2 separate regions of the Bombyx mori genome follow, and region 2 is linked to region 1. The links are chromatin contacts, called in public Hi-C maps. All regions are on one chromosome and are shown on one strand. The core of a region is the stretch at or near the end of the contact, and the rest is flanking DNA. Distances in the headings are between cores, read along the strand shown.

Region 1 (7,600 bases), core at 518-3,017:
CTGTTATCTCTTCGCGCTTATTTGTCAAGAACTCAGTCAGTGACAATAAACAAAGTCACATCACAATTGATAGATGCCGACAAAAAATCCAATTAAAACAATCGAATACAAACCGCGAACGTAACTGGTGTTTTTTCTTATGTAGCGTTTAAAAGTCGTTGCGTTTTATTTTTGCGCTATTAATTAATTTAATCTGTGGCACAATGAGGCGGGCGGACTCTGAACGCGAAGGACTATTCTGTTTATATATTTTACAAAGTTTGTTGCTTGATTTAGAAACACAATCACTGCATCAATGTTGTGTTTGTATTAAAATTTTGGTAATTAGGCCTGGATACTGTGATAGCTGATGAGTATTCACCAAAATGAAGGCTATTGAATTAACGTCCATTTTACTTTGAAGAAACATCAAATTATCATGTCAAATTTTAAGTACGGTTTTTGTTTCATCTTTTTTTTTTTTTTTTTTTATTGCCTTTGTAGGCAGACGGGCATACGGCCCACCTGATGGTGAGTGGTTACCGTCGCCCATGGACTTCAGCAATGCCAGGGGCAGAGCCAAGCCGCTGCCTACCGCTTAATACTCTCCACAAGCCTCGTTTGAAGAAGGACATGTCATAGCGCTCGGGAAACACCGTGGAGGGGAGCTCATTCCATAGCCGGATGGTACGTGGCAAAAAAGACCTCTGGAAACGCACTGTGGATGATCGCAGTGGCTCCAGGTAGTATGGATGAACTCTACTCCGGTGGCGGGCGGTGCGATGGTAAAAACGAGATGCTGGTATCATCTCGAACAATTCCTCAGAGCACTCCCCATGGAACATACGGTACAAAATACAGAGGGAACCGAAGTCCCTCCGCAGACCCAGAGGCTCCAAACGATCCGAGAGAATGGGATTATCGACAATCCGAACGGCCCTCCTCTGTATGGAGTCAAATGGAAGAAGCTGGTATTTGGGAGCCCCAGCCCAGAGATGGGAGCAGTACTCCATGCGAGGCCGGACTTGTGCTTTATAAAGCAAAAGTCTTTGTCCAGGCGTGAAGTACCGCTTCGCTCTGTTGAGGACTCCCAGCATTTTGGACGCCAACTTGGCTTTGCCTTCCAAATGACTCCGAAACTGGACATCGCTCGAAATGTCGACCCCAAGTATCCCGATACTCTCGGAAGGTTGCAGGGATACTCCTTGGAATTGCGGCGCCATGACAAAGGGGTCCTTCTTCGCAGTGAACGCGCAAACTTGTGTCTTTATCGGGTTGAATTGAACCAAGTTCAATTCACCCCATTCGGAGACTCGCCCCAGAGAGTTCTCCACTTCAGACACAAGTTTTGATCGTCTCTCTTGCACCACGCTCCGAGAGAGACTCTGATGGCCGATATATCGCGCATCCCCCGTGCTGTCATCCGCATAGCAATGCATGCCATCAATAGACAGCATGTCATTGATATACAGGATGAAAAGCGTGGGGGAGAGCACCGAACCTTGTGGAACGCCAGCGTTAATGGTCATGGTATCAGAACAGTCACCGTCTACAACGACCGTGATGCTCCGCCCACCCAAAAAGCTAGCGATCCACTTGCAGAGACCCTCGGGGATCTAGCTTTCCTAATAAAACCAAAGAATAATTGGAGCGAACAATATTTATTTTAATGATGTATCACAATTGCGTTCACATTGTTAGAGATATGACGAATCTAGTCTGTTCGAGAACTCGGACCATGAAATTGTGTGCACGAGGCGTATCGGCAATTTGCGTCAGTTTTTTTTTCATCACAGTCACGACAGGCCGGATTCCTCGTCGAGCCAATCGCTGGCTAGAGACGGTGTAATTGGGAGAAACTACGCCACCGCAAACGCTCGAGATCCATTGTCGACCAACTTAATGAGAACTTTGAAAACCGACTAAGTATCTAAAATGGTTAGTGTTTTAGAGACACGAAGGACCAGATTTGATTTGCCGGTCTGTAATGACACTGTCTTCTGGCTGTGTGTAAAGTGACTCTTTCGGCCCTTTTGTCCCGGTGATAGCGGTTTGTGTGATGCTGATGGTTCTTCGGCGGATGTAGAATTGACCACTCGTCGGCGATGATTATGTATTTTTTGTTCTGCCTTTTTTTTATGGACAGATTGTCATCTTATAACATGAATTATTGAATGTAGGTATGTAAGTATTTCGGTTTCGGACTTAAAATTTTATTTTGATGTTTTAGTGAATTAAGGAATTTTAATGTTTTTTAAGAGTGTCACGAACTTATGCGCGCCATTTAACCTATCATTATGCATAATTAATTTCATGGAGCATATATACAATATGAGTTAAATTATAAATTAATAAATTTTGTGATTGTTTTGGTGAATAATTAAATTAATGAATAACTTCTAACGTGCCTTCTTTGATTGAGTGAAAAAATTAATAATTTATAATTTCCACAACTTCCACAACTTCAAGGTGTTTTTTCAAGCCTAACTTAAAAAAAAATAGGCTAAAAATATGGAATGTTCGGTTTTGAAAAACGTTTAAGCGTAAACGCGTTTATATTCATACATAGAAAGCAGAAACAGCATTGTAACGCGCTAATTGATTTCGATAAACGTTACGTGCTGTACTCACCACGGCAGCGGCTTTCTAATCACGAGAACAATAAGGGGCGTTACGAGCCTAGTCACTCGCATCAGATCGAAACACGAATGTATCAAACTGGATCATTTATTTTATTGTTGAAATTCCATTACTGTAATATGTATATCTGTGGTTTTTTTTTATATTCGAAAGTGTGAATTCGAAATAGGTTTTTAGCAATAGTTAGACAAACGGATCTCAGTACTGGATGCCTCTTGCGAGAAATCGTTTTTTTTTAACTTGTGGATAATGTCATATTTGAACGTCATAATATCATAGATACGTTTATATATCCATGATACGAATATAAGAAAATTAGTTTAATCGTCAAAATGTTACTACTAAATCTCTAAGCTTCATCAAGAACTTAGCTTAGCTTAAATCATTAATCTTGATTCCGATAGCCGTATCATACTTATTTTATAGTTCATAAAACGGCCAATCTCTTCACTATGTGCCCGATACATAAATATTTCAAATTAAACTTGGCGGAAATGTAAAAATGTACGACGTAATGCCTATAAAATTTATTCGATACAATTACCTTTACTCTTTACTGCAAATCATATATCAATAATAATGTTGTAAAATTAAAGGAAATTATGATTTTAAATTACATTATCAATTAATTGCCTTTCTGTTTGGACCACTTCCGAGTTGAAAGACATCAGATAAGGACTACATGCTTAGCTTAGCTTGTTCAGTCGAACGAACATAACGTAATATATACATATATATAGCTTGGGCTTTGAAGATGGTCTAAGATATTATCTTTGCCTTCGAGATCTGTCCGGCAATTGTACGGGAGATTTAATTATATACTTTTTCGCGGTTCGCAGACACGACTTAAATTATTTTTACGTTTTAATCAATAGCGTTTAATATTTCCGACGTTTTCAGTACAATAGTATCGATATCAATCTAGTACGTGATCGAACGACTAAGTTGTGATTTGTCGAAATTTTAATATCGCATTTACAACCATTTTGTAGATTATCAATCATCACTTGACATTTACGTTTCTCGGTACGCAGAAAAAACTAACAGTATCTTATGGTTCTTGACGATAAGAGAATCCCAGGTTTTAGATTAGATAAACCCCAACCATCTTCTGCCTTGAATATTGAATATATTTTTTTATTTCAATAGCCTCGCGTGCCTACCGCCGCGGGTCGATGTAACTTGTTTTCTTTTGCAAGTATTTGTATTTCGCGAAATGCCAAATCATTACAGAAAAAGAAAACCGATGAAGCCTACATTAAACCGAATCTTTTTATTAGATTTGATCATGTTCATTTTTCATGTACACTTTGTGTCTGTATTTATTCTTAATTTTCATAATATAAATAATATATTAGTAATATATAATAACTTAGCGTATTTAGTGTAATAAAATAAATTTTATAAGCGACAAATTTATGTTTTTTAGCCAAGACACGCTATTCTAACGAATTATTTCGTAACGTAAAGAGGGTAAAGGATATTGATACGTGATTTTTGTTCTTTAACGGAATTTCTCGCCAATATTTTAAATGCTTATTTAATATTTATAATTTAAAAAATCTGAAGGTAGAGTAATATTTTTTGTATACGAATACAAGGATGTGCGGTGGAATAAGAGAATGAAAGAAATTCGCTGAAACTTGATTCTTGCTAATGTTTCGAATATTCGGTTGGTCTCCGAGCATTCGTGCCCACTGAGTTTCTCGCCGGATCTTCTCAGTGGGTCGCGATTCCGATCCGGTGGTAGATTCTGCGAAGCACTGCTCTTGTTCGGGCCAGTGTTAGCATCACTCCGGCTTGAGCCCCGTGAGCTCACGTACTAGTTAAGGTTACGCTGAAATAGCCTCTAAAGGCTATCAGCTTAGGTAGGGAAATAGTATAGTAGAAGGAGCATTCGTTAAGTGGAAGGTCTTCCCTTCGTCGCCATCGTCCCTGAAACAAGCGATAGAATTATCCATGTATTGCTGACTCACCATTAAGCTGTAATGCATGTCCTGCACCCTGTTGCCGGTTGCCGCTAGGAGCGCTGTTCCAACTCCATACGAATTTGAGTTAGCTTTTACGCGATCGAGAAGTTAAAAAACTCGCCCTAGCACACTGCATCTGTAAGCGGGATTGTGGTGCCTTTTTTTCCTACCTAAGCTGAGAGGCCTTGAGAGGCTATATTAGCTTCGCCTTAACGTGTGGGTGAGCTCACGGGGCTCAAACCGGAGTGTTGCTAGAACATGGCTTCGCAGAATCTACCACCGAATCGGAAACGCGACTCACTGAGAAGATCCGGCGAGAAACTCAGTGAGCTGTGGTGCCTATCAGTAATACGCTTTATAAAGTTTGCAAGTTTCATTGTATTCCACGTTGTCATTCTCTCACCGTGGAAGTCGGTTATGATCAACTGGTATGTACGTATTCATTATCTTAGAAACATGTCGTAACGTTTCATATATGCACGCGATAGTGCAGTCAGCAATTACCGCTACGCTAACGTTACGAAAACCGTTACCGATATATGTATAACAGTTTTAACTGCATCAAGACGTTACTGTTTATAACTGTATCATACGGTTTTTTTTTTCTTGCGTTGCGTGAAAAAGAGAATGCTGTTTAATAATTAATAATGGGATTATACGTTTTGTTGCTTTGCTAATGCTGCTGTTAAAAGTTGTTAAAAATGATTTCGAGTTTAGATCTTAAATAGTTGTGCTTGTGTAATTAGGAAATTAAATTTTTTATTGCAGTTGTTTTTTAATACTAATGTTAATCTCTATATATAAAAATGAATTGCTGTTCGTTAGTCTCGCTAAAACTCGAGAACGGCTGAACCGATTTGGCTAATTTTGGTCTTGAATTTTTGTGGAAGTCCATAGAAGGTTTAAAAGGTAGATAAATATGAAAATGCTCGGAATTAAATAAAAATAACAATTTTGTTTTTCCTTTGATATGTCCCCCGTTGGTCGGTCGGTGAATGATTCTTTCAATACCAATAATTACTTTGAAATAAATTTGAGATAACGTTTGGTTGCGTGCGTTTATAGAACAAACATTTATAAATTTAATTACTGTTTTAGTGTGAAAGTAAATGGACTCCAAATAAAATGAGTACACGGCCAGAGCTCTTATCCAAGCTTTAAAGGTTATGTTTAAAAAAATATGACAGAATATCTTAGTGACAATAATATTGGGCTCAAGTTTATTTAACAAGAGCGATCATTCAATGCCTACAAATGCATATTGTTGTCAGCGCTATCGGGGTAGTTTCCTACTTATTGTATTATAAAGGAAGACGTGTTATAATATGAATCAATCGTATCGGTTACAAAGAAGCCGCATGCACATTACGAAATGAGTTCTCACGTATTGTTATCATAATGAGACTGCATATACATAATCGAGCCAAATATACGTATGTACGTAAATGAACGGTCTTAAATAATTACCTAATATCGTTCTAGAATCTTCACAAATTATATTGGCTAACCAATAAATTAGAGAGTAATGTTGGTAAAACGACATGAGTAATATAATATAGTCCCTTTGATTCTTTGGTGAACAACTGTGATGTCATAGCTACTGGTGGCAGGACCTCTTGTGAGTTCGCACGGGTAAGTACCACCTCCCTGCTGCCTATTTCAGCGTTTCGGTTTGAAGGGTGGAGCAGCCCTTGTACCTATACTGAGACCTTAGGACTTATATCTCAAGTTGCGTGGCGCATTTACGTTGTAGATGTCTATGGGCTCCGGTAATCACTTAACACCAGGTGGGCTGTGAGCTCGTCCACCCATCTAAGCAATAAATAATAAAAAATAAGAATAACAAGTATATAGAGTGCTCAAAGCTACCTTCGGCGTATAGTACCTACTATAATTTAATTATCATCACAACGAGAAGTCTATGAGACAAGTCATTCGGCCTTCGTTCGAAGTACGTAGCGAGTTTCAATTCAGTTTTCGACACCATGATTCAGCGCTACCCGCGTAATTGAAGTCAGTAATGCAACGTAATTGTACATTTGGATAATAGATTTTTTTTCTCTCTTTAAAACCGTCATACTGCCACATTGATGTGTGGGGCACAAACTAAGACGGTATTAAGCTATTTCTGTTATTTTCAAACTGGTTTTGATTCAGCTCAAAGCATTCGACATATTTCCAAGGTTCATAATATAATTTTAATCGACTATTTATATTGATGATTCTGTACGACGCGACGCATCTTGTCGCTTAGACTAACAGTACATATCGCGGAAGTAAAATATTAAATATGTTTTTTTTTAACATTAAGGACAAATTACTGAAAATTTTCCAAGATACATCTTTTTTTTTATGATTGACTCATTACTAGTGGCTCGGAGGCCTTTCCAGTTTCACCAGGACAGGTGTTCGAGCAAAAGCTCAGCCAGGAGGGGTGGGACTTGAGAACGGCCGCCCGAGCGCCTCCGAAGAAGACCTAACAACTCAAGAGCTTATCAAATGAATCTACTACCGGATTGGAATCGCAACCCGCTGAGAAGATCCGGAGAGAAACTCAGCGGATTAGGTTGTACGTCGAACTCTTTGCCAAGTTTGACGAGTACGGTTACCGGGGTAAGATACATCTCCATATATATGATGTGTTCATAAGCAACTATTATAGCGTATTGTTTTATTATGGAACTAACATAAAATACGAACTAAATCTACGGTGATCTGCAGTTTTTTTTAAGCTAAAGATTAAGCATTTTTCGAGATGTATGGACATTGTACGTAAAACAATTGCAGTCTCACACAATCTATCTCTGTGTACCGTTAGAGAAATGACAGTACTTCCGCCTACCCGTATCAGTTCAATGACTTACTGGAAATTTTGATGATTCAAAATATAAATTAGTATTGTTTATAGATTTGAGACACGTATTTTAAGAGATATAGTTTAAAAACTTAAAATCACTAACACGCTTATTAAATAGCAAACCGAATTGACAATTAATTTCTAGTCTTTTTAG
Region 2 (7,690 bases), core at 1,489-3,988, 37 kb after region 1:
TCGGTTCGGCTTTTAGAAGTTCAAGTGAATTTAATTCTAATGGCGAGAGATTTAAGTAAGTTTTTCGTCTTTCGCGTCTCGTGATGAAACTTACAGAAATGCATAATGTAATTAAATGTTTGCCTATAGATTTAAAACGGCTCTCGCCGGATCTTCTCAATGGGTGGCGTTTCCGATCCGGTGGTAGATTCTGCATCATTTTTGCTAGGGCTAGTGTTAGCAACGCCCCCAGGTTTGAGCCCCGTGAGCTCGCCTACTTCTTAGGTTACGCTGACATAGCCTCTCAAGGCTACCAGCTTAGGTTAGAAAAAAAAGTTTAAAATGGCCATTTTCGAACTTTTAAATATTTTTTTCTGCACAAAGGCACTTGTTATTATTATGAAGTTTATGAGTTATTATTTTAATTATCGTTTCACTTCGTGTGATTTCAAATATTCTGATCATAAGTATTTTTTTCATATTTCGCGAGTCGTAGACATAAATATAGAATACTTTTACGGTTCAATCTAGCGTTTTTATTGTCCCTTTAATTATTATAATATATTATTTTCGAATACATTACAGTTTTATTGGTCGCGGACGATGACGGTGTTATTCTTGGACATTTTCAATGTTGTGTTAAATACAGTCTATTTGTCGATAAAAAATATTTCCAGATTTTAACCTCCGCTAAAATCTGAATCGGGCTGACAACATTTACAAGATAAACTAGCTCAAACAAATTCCGAGTAAGAAAATTAAGACGGTCTGTAGCAGAAGTTTAAGTTTAATGTTAATCAGTGTTTTGGTCGTAAAATTATCTGACTAATAATAGCTCATCATAAATTTTAATTTTAAACACTATTAGTGTAAATTATTACTTTTAGTGACAAATTGAGATCTTATAAATTTGGGTCAGTTAAATCATTGTTAGTGGTCTATTAATTTAATCTCATATAATAATATGTTGATCTTTTAATTGTACGCTATTAAGAATATATTATAGTTTATTATTTTGGGTTGATAAATATAAACGTGAAGCAAAAATCGGTTTTGAAACAGCACTCAACGGATGCTTAATTTGAAAATTTCCTCAAATCATTATTTGTTCATAACAATTGAATTTAAAAAATGATATAAATCACATTTTTAGGTAATCTCTATAAATAAAAATGAATTGCTGTTCGTTAGTCTCGCTAAAACTCGAGAACGGCTCGACCGATTTGGCTAATTTTGGTCTTGAATTATTCGTGGAAGTACATGGAATGTTTAAAGGGTGAGAAAATATAAAAAAGCTCGGAATTATATAACAACAAACGATTTTGTTTTTCCTTTGATGTGTGTCCCCTTGATGCGTCTTTTATTTATCGATTGAGGCACTACGAAGTCTGCCGGGTCAGGTAGTTTGAAATAAAAAAAAAAAAACTTTACTTTAAAATTAATTTTTACTCCTGTAGCGTAAGATTTATACTATAAGCAACACGAGATGGTATTGTAAAAAAATTTTCAAGTTTAATTGTTGAGTTAAATTCAGAAGTATTCTGGATCCGCATTACAGCCAATATTTCATACATTTCGTGTTATAAAACATATTTAATTTTATTTATTACTAGTTTCGTTCTGTGTATTACTACTTTTTCTTGGTTGCCAAAGTGGCAGTCATAGCATAAAGAATAAGTCGTCAAGTGCATTCATGTTGGTGTTTTAGGTAGGTACCACAAGCACCGGTCACCGTCCTCGTCGAACCCGTCGCTTGCGACGAAGGGCTCGACGAGTGAATTAACCCATAGACACAGCCCTCTGAGTTTCTCGCCGGATCTTCTCAGTGGGTCGCGTTTCCGATCCGTTGGTAGATTCTGCGAAGCACTGCTCTTGCTAGTGCCAGTGTTAGCAACACTCCGGTTTGAGCCCCGTGAGCTCACCTACATGTTAGGGCGAAGCTGAAATAGCCTCTCCAAGCTTTCAGCATAGGTAGGAATAAAAAAAAGCATGCATGCTAAACGAAGGGACTATATCGGTATTAAATTCTCGTAAGCTGGTAGTATTTTTCAAGCAAAAGCACAAATTTATATGTACATAAATATTCGCAAACGTCTTCCAGTATAATGAAAGTAAGTAAGCAATTGCAACTAAAGTAAGTATGGCGTACTAGGACTTGCAGTACTTTGTCGATTTCTTTCGCGATGCAGTAATGCGTTTCGGCTTGAAGGTACGGTGACCGTATTCACGTTGGGACGTCTATGGGCTCTGGTAACCCCTCAACACTAGGAGAACTGTGAGTTGGTTAAAACATCAATATGAAAAATAAGCCAAAACTGTTAAAATTAAGAAATACCTAAACAACTACTTTTAAGCTATGCTATAATATTGCTCGGCCATTCTATTGTGACACTCAATTTACATCTGCAAAATAAATCTTGTCCATTTTGTTGTTATAAGTTAACAAAAAATAATTCACCATAATCTCACATTCATATCAAACTCACAGCAATGATCATTAAAAGCATTTCGGACAAACGTGCTCGATTCTACAGAGTGACAACTTGACAAACCGTTTCCTCAAAATTACATTAAAAACCACGACGTAATTACGCGATCCTGTTCAATTTACCCATTCCAGATTTAGTTTTGCTCGTTACTCACTACAATGTTTGTATATTTGATACGATTTTGAACCTTAAATACATAACTGCAAGGCTCGATCGTGATCAATGTCACATGCGCCATGCGAGCGTGAGTCATCTTCAGTTTGCGCGCGAACCGGTCTAGAGGCCGGGCACACGAAACAAGACCGCACCGTGGATGTGGCATTTAAGGCCCTGTAGATGACATGCTTGTCGTCATTACGTTGTTTGTTTTTCGTTTATAATAATAAAATTTGGTATTTATAACAGAGTCGGACACGGCCTGTTTTATAATGAGCCCGTGGAGTATAAGTCATTTTCGTTCTGGTGTGACATTCTTGGTATTTTACCGAAGAACGTAAACGTGTTTGACCGACAGTCTTGTAATTAACTGGTTAATAGCTACAATTTGTTTTTGCCGTTGGCTCCACGGCGATTGTATCGGTAAATTAGGGTGTATAAAAATCACATATGAGACACTTTAAGCACTTTAGACTTATAAAAATGAGAGCGAGAATAAATTATTTTACGTTATAGTGATTTAATGGGACGCCCCAGATTTAAATTTGATTTTAATCATAATCGAGTCAATAGTTTAGTTAGTTATTGTGAAAAAAACGTACAATTCGTCAAGATGGTTTATCGGGCAGACGTGAGTAGAGGACGGCGATGACACAATATGTGGGCAGACGAGTCTAACTATAAATGTGTAGTATAAGCTTCGTTCATTATTAAAGTAACGTTATTTGGGTATTCAGTAATGAAGAAGAAATACAACCGAATAGAAGGTCGAGAACGGTTGACCGGTCAAATTGTACAGCGGAACAGTTTTTTATATTTGACGAATACAATAATTTCCTACTATGTAGGTACTTGAAATGCGCTTATAAATTGTTTGTTTCCAGAAATTGCAACGATTTGAAATTTAAAAAATTATAAAAAAAAAACAGCGCCGATCAATGTATAAACGTTATCGTACCTAATCAATGGTTATTTAAAAAAAGCACTAACCGTTAAGAATTTTACAGCCTCGGTGAATTAGTAAGTGTGAAACCGAATCCCACACACACGTAGCTAATCGATAACTTGTCCATAAAACTATTTGTGGCTCAACGATATCGATTGTAGGAAACCTATTCGAGTAATTTGAGCCGAACTTGCAGCAATATAAATACTCAAATTAAATAGTATTGTTTGATATCTAAACGGACGAATATACATAACGATCATATTTATCGATAATTAAGTAATTATATTTGTTGATTTTCGTGAACATACATCGCGTAGCATCTAGTGTAAAGCTAATCATTTGGAACATTGTTTCTGTGTCTATGGTTTATACTTTGACAATATCCATGCTAGTGTTTAACTCCAAGGAAGTGTTTGTTAGAAATTTGGCGGAGTTTACTCTTATTAGATTAATTCGTATAGTCATCAAAAATGAAAACAACTTTTTAATGTTAAGTAGGTAAAGGGATGTAAACCTCTGTTTTGTTTGTTTGATTTTTCTCTATAAAACACGAAACGCAATAAAGTTATTCGATTGTATTATGTCATCGTTATAACGCAGAGGCCGTTGCCTCTCGTACACTATGAATATTCAAACCAGTTTCACCGCGGCGGAACCCGTCCGAACGCGCCTCTGGCTCCCGATTCTCGGCTACTCGACATTGATGTCATTCTCGACAGGTGTTTCCGTCGTGTCCTCATAAATAAGGGTATTGTTGTTATAATGAATGGCCGCCACCAACACCTCGTTAATGTTCGACGTTTTAATGAGTTTCACAACTATTTCTTGACGGATTGCCACTGTTCTCGCTTAAATCGATACCGGCTCGGTAAGTAATTGTGCCTGCATTTTAGCGTCTGTTATTTACACGTTTTCAATGCTTCGGGGTGAGCGAGCACAGTGAATTCTGTTTGTGGTCGTTACAGACGCGACAGATGAAGTTAATGATACATCATTTTGTTTATTTCCAGTGCAAAATTACGAGTATGTCTCATGAAAGCTGGTAATTGACAGTGTGGCGGTAACTATGATATAACTAAGTTGACCATACGTCTCGCTCTGGGCGGGATTGTCCCGCTGTCCCCAACGAAAACAAAAATGTCCCGCTTTCATTTATCTGTTGTGCATAATATGTTTATTAGAAACTTACCGAATACTTACTTATCCCAAATCCTTATTGTATTACAAAATACATATTAAAGTAACTCTAATTTTGCTGTAGAAAAGTAGTTTTTTGTTGCGAAATTATTTATAAATACAATTTTAAGGACAAGTTGGTGTAAGATTTAAGATGTCAATGAGGGTAAGATACTACATGCATATGAATGTATATACGGTACATACACCAAAATAAATTTTTTTACAATTTTTGTCTGTCTGTCTGCTTGTTCCGGCTAATCTCTGAAACGGCTGGACCGATTTTGACGGGACTTTCTCTGATGATGATATAAGGAGTAACTTAGGCTACTTTTTTTAGACTAGCTTCGCCCCGCGGCGTCACCCGCGGTTATTGTCGTAACATCGCGGGACTCAGCTAGTGTCAAATAAATATGTAGACTGTGCGTTTAATTAGATATATTGATTGATTGATTGATTGATCTATTAGTATACTATTAGTATTGGTTTACTGCGTTAGTTTGTACTGGAGGCAGAGGGTATTCTGATAATGTTGTCTGAAAGTGAATGGCGGCCTTCAATTTGTCCACCAGACCAATACCTCCAGAAACTATTTTACACCAGACGAACCGTATAAACATAACCACAACTTACTTGTACATTAGTGATGATCTCATTATTATTGTTATCAAGTCGAACGCATCAAGAATGCAGCCCTGCAACAGTCTCATTGACCCATCTTCGATTCCGGCTACAATTTATTTCGAATCGTTATACAAGTTATAAAACTATTGTGTTAATATAATATGTAAATATAAATACGGCCATAAAGTCGTCATTTGTAAACGATACGATCGCTTTTTATTTGAAAACTTTCATTCAGTGAATAATACTATAAAGAACTGGTGGTCGTTTGTTAGTTTTGATGGCTAACCTGTTGGGAAGATAATTAAACATCGATATTTAAATAATTTACTAAATTTAAAAACGCAATCAAAATAAGTAGAACGCTGAAATGGAGATGGACAGGACATATCTTAAGAGAGAAATACGAGAAATGGACCAAAATAATTACAGAGTGGTACCCGCGGGATGGCTGTAGAAAAAAAGGAAGACAGCCAAAACGTTGGGAAGATGAAATAAAGAGTGTAGCCGGCCCACATTGGAGTCGAATGGCCAAAAATCGAGAATATTGGCAATCTTTAGAGGAGGCCTTTGTCGAGAGACAAGCTGTTTTTAAAACCACACCGAACGCCGAACGGAAACATTGATTATAAGTTGCACTTAAATTTAATTTATTATTAAGTAATGTATTAAGTTAGTAATTAGTAAGTAAACAACAATAAAGGCTTATTATTATTATTATTTAAACAATGACCCGTAATACCTACGTTGTTTAATTATTATGCGCAATAAAGTCAAACAACTTTGTAAAATATTATTCATTACAGCTTTACTATCGGTGAAAATTAATTGTTATTAATATGTTTGAATGTTCTATATTTACGTATTCTATTTGTATTAAATACTTTAAGCTAAAATCGTAAGAAGAAGATAAAGCATAAATACATTTTTAATAATGAAAAAAAAAAACATATAAAAGTTTTACTGCACAATGTGTATTGCAACTATTTTGCTAACAATACTGGCCAGTAATAATTTTGACAAATGAAATTGAGGTTAACAATTCTTGAAAATTGTCGAAATAGAAATTTTTTGATAGTGCAATTACAGCTGTAGCACCCATTGATTTTATTATCGACACTATTATGTTTATATTGCTGGTGTATCAAATTGATCGCGGGCACAATACGTTATCTATGCGAGTCACGTTTTATGACCAAAATGGTAACGGTTGCACACGTACCGACTCTGGAATCTGGGAGAGCCGATTCTGCTCTATACCACTATGGGCATTAGAATACATTATAATTATTTGGGTTATCGCCTCCTGGAGAATATTAATTTGGTAAGGTACGTACTCGTCGGCATGGGAACATTTTCTATTTGTATTTATAGCGGAACTGTTATACTACCTACTACTACTTATAGTCTCAGAGTGCTTGTAGAAAGCATATATGATATGTATAACAGGGCCGCGATGAGCACGAAAAAATGTAGTCAATTAGGATAGGAATGTAGTTCCTGGTCGGTCGGAGTTCCTTGTAAGAGCGAAATTTAAGGAATGCTAAAAATAAGTACACTTAAAATGAATTTACGGTTTAATCTTTTAGCGAGATTAAATCGTAAAATTATTTTTAATTATCTGAATAGCTCGTGAAAACATAAAATCCTAAAATTATGTATCTCTAACGAGAAATTTTCTCGGTAATATTCTTTTTTTTTTTTGTTGCTTAGATGGGTGGACGAACTCACAGTCCACCCTGGTGTTAAGTGGTTATTGGAGCCCATAGACATTTTCAACGTAAACGCGCCACCCACCTTGGATTTGTATCATTTCGTGTTATTGCGAGTTAATATAAGCCGTTAATTCGAAAAAAAGTTCGATCGGTGTACTCAAGCGGCTAAAACACAAAGTACATACACACACGTTAGTCCCACATTAATGGCGCGCGTAAGCCGGGAGCTTCGCCCCGGGGACCACACGCTGGAATTAATTAGGGCTCCTGTCGCACCTCCGCTCCGTGTCCGGGGCATCTGTTGCATTCGTTCCGGCGGCCCCGATCAAACGAGATCCCGACGACAGCTGTTTGTACACACACAGCCTGCCCCTGTTTTAACTTTTGTTGGACTTCTTACGAATTGAAACTGCATAAATTAAATTTTAGGTGATCAAAACATTCCGGGCTTTGCTTACAATGTAAATTAATCGAAAAAAAACAGGATTTAAATACTGTAGAGAACACAGGAAAACTAATAGTGTATCTAATAAAACAGCAAAACGAATAAAGGGTTCGAATCCCGCCAAGGGAGGATATTTGTATGATAAATATAAAAATGT

Evidence for each region. Hi-C and Micro-C count contacts between places; a contact is called where the count stands out from the background.
Region 2: a contact with region 1 is called in a Hi-C map of midgut, with 1.6 times the contacts expected there. The contact joins two enhancer-like sites. A contact is called at or near these places in 4 of 7 Hi-C or Micro-C datasets (middle silk gland, midgut, posterior silk gland and 1 more).

Annotation. Positions count from the first base shown.
Region 1 is chr4:14,859,899-14,867,498 of ASM3026992v2, forward strand. The region is part of intron 1 of LOC134198819 (a long non-coding RNA gene); the gene reads left to right. Among protein-coding and RNA genes, the nearest start is that of LOC134198819, 8.7 kb to the left of the region's middle. Within about 2 kb of position 1,768, at least 3 of the 8 cell types and tissues checked have open chromatin away from gene starts, as enhancers often do.
Region 2 is chr4:14,896,068-14,903,757 of ASM3026992v2, forward strand. No RefSeq gene overlaps it. Among protein-coding and RNA genes, the nearest start is that of LOC134198818, 9.8 kb to the left of the region's middle. Within about 2 kb of position 2,739, at least 8 of the 8 cell types and tissues checked have open chromatin away from gene starts, as enhancers often do.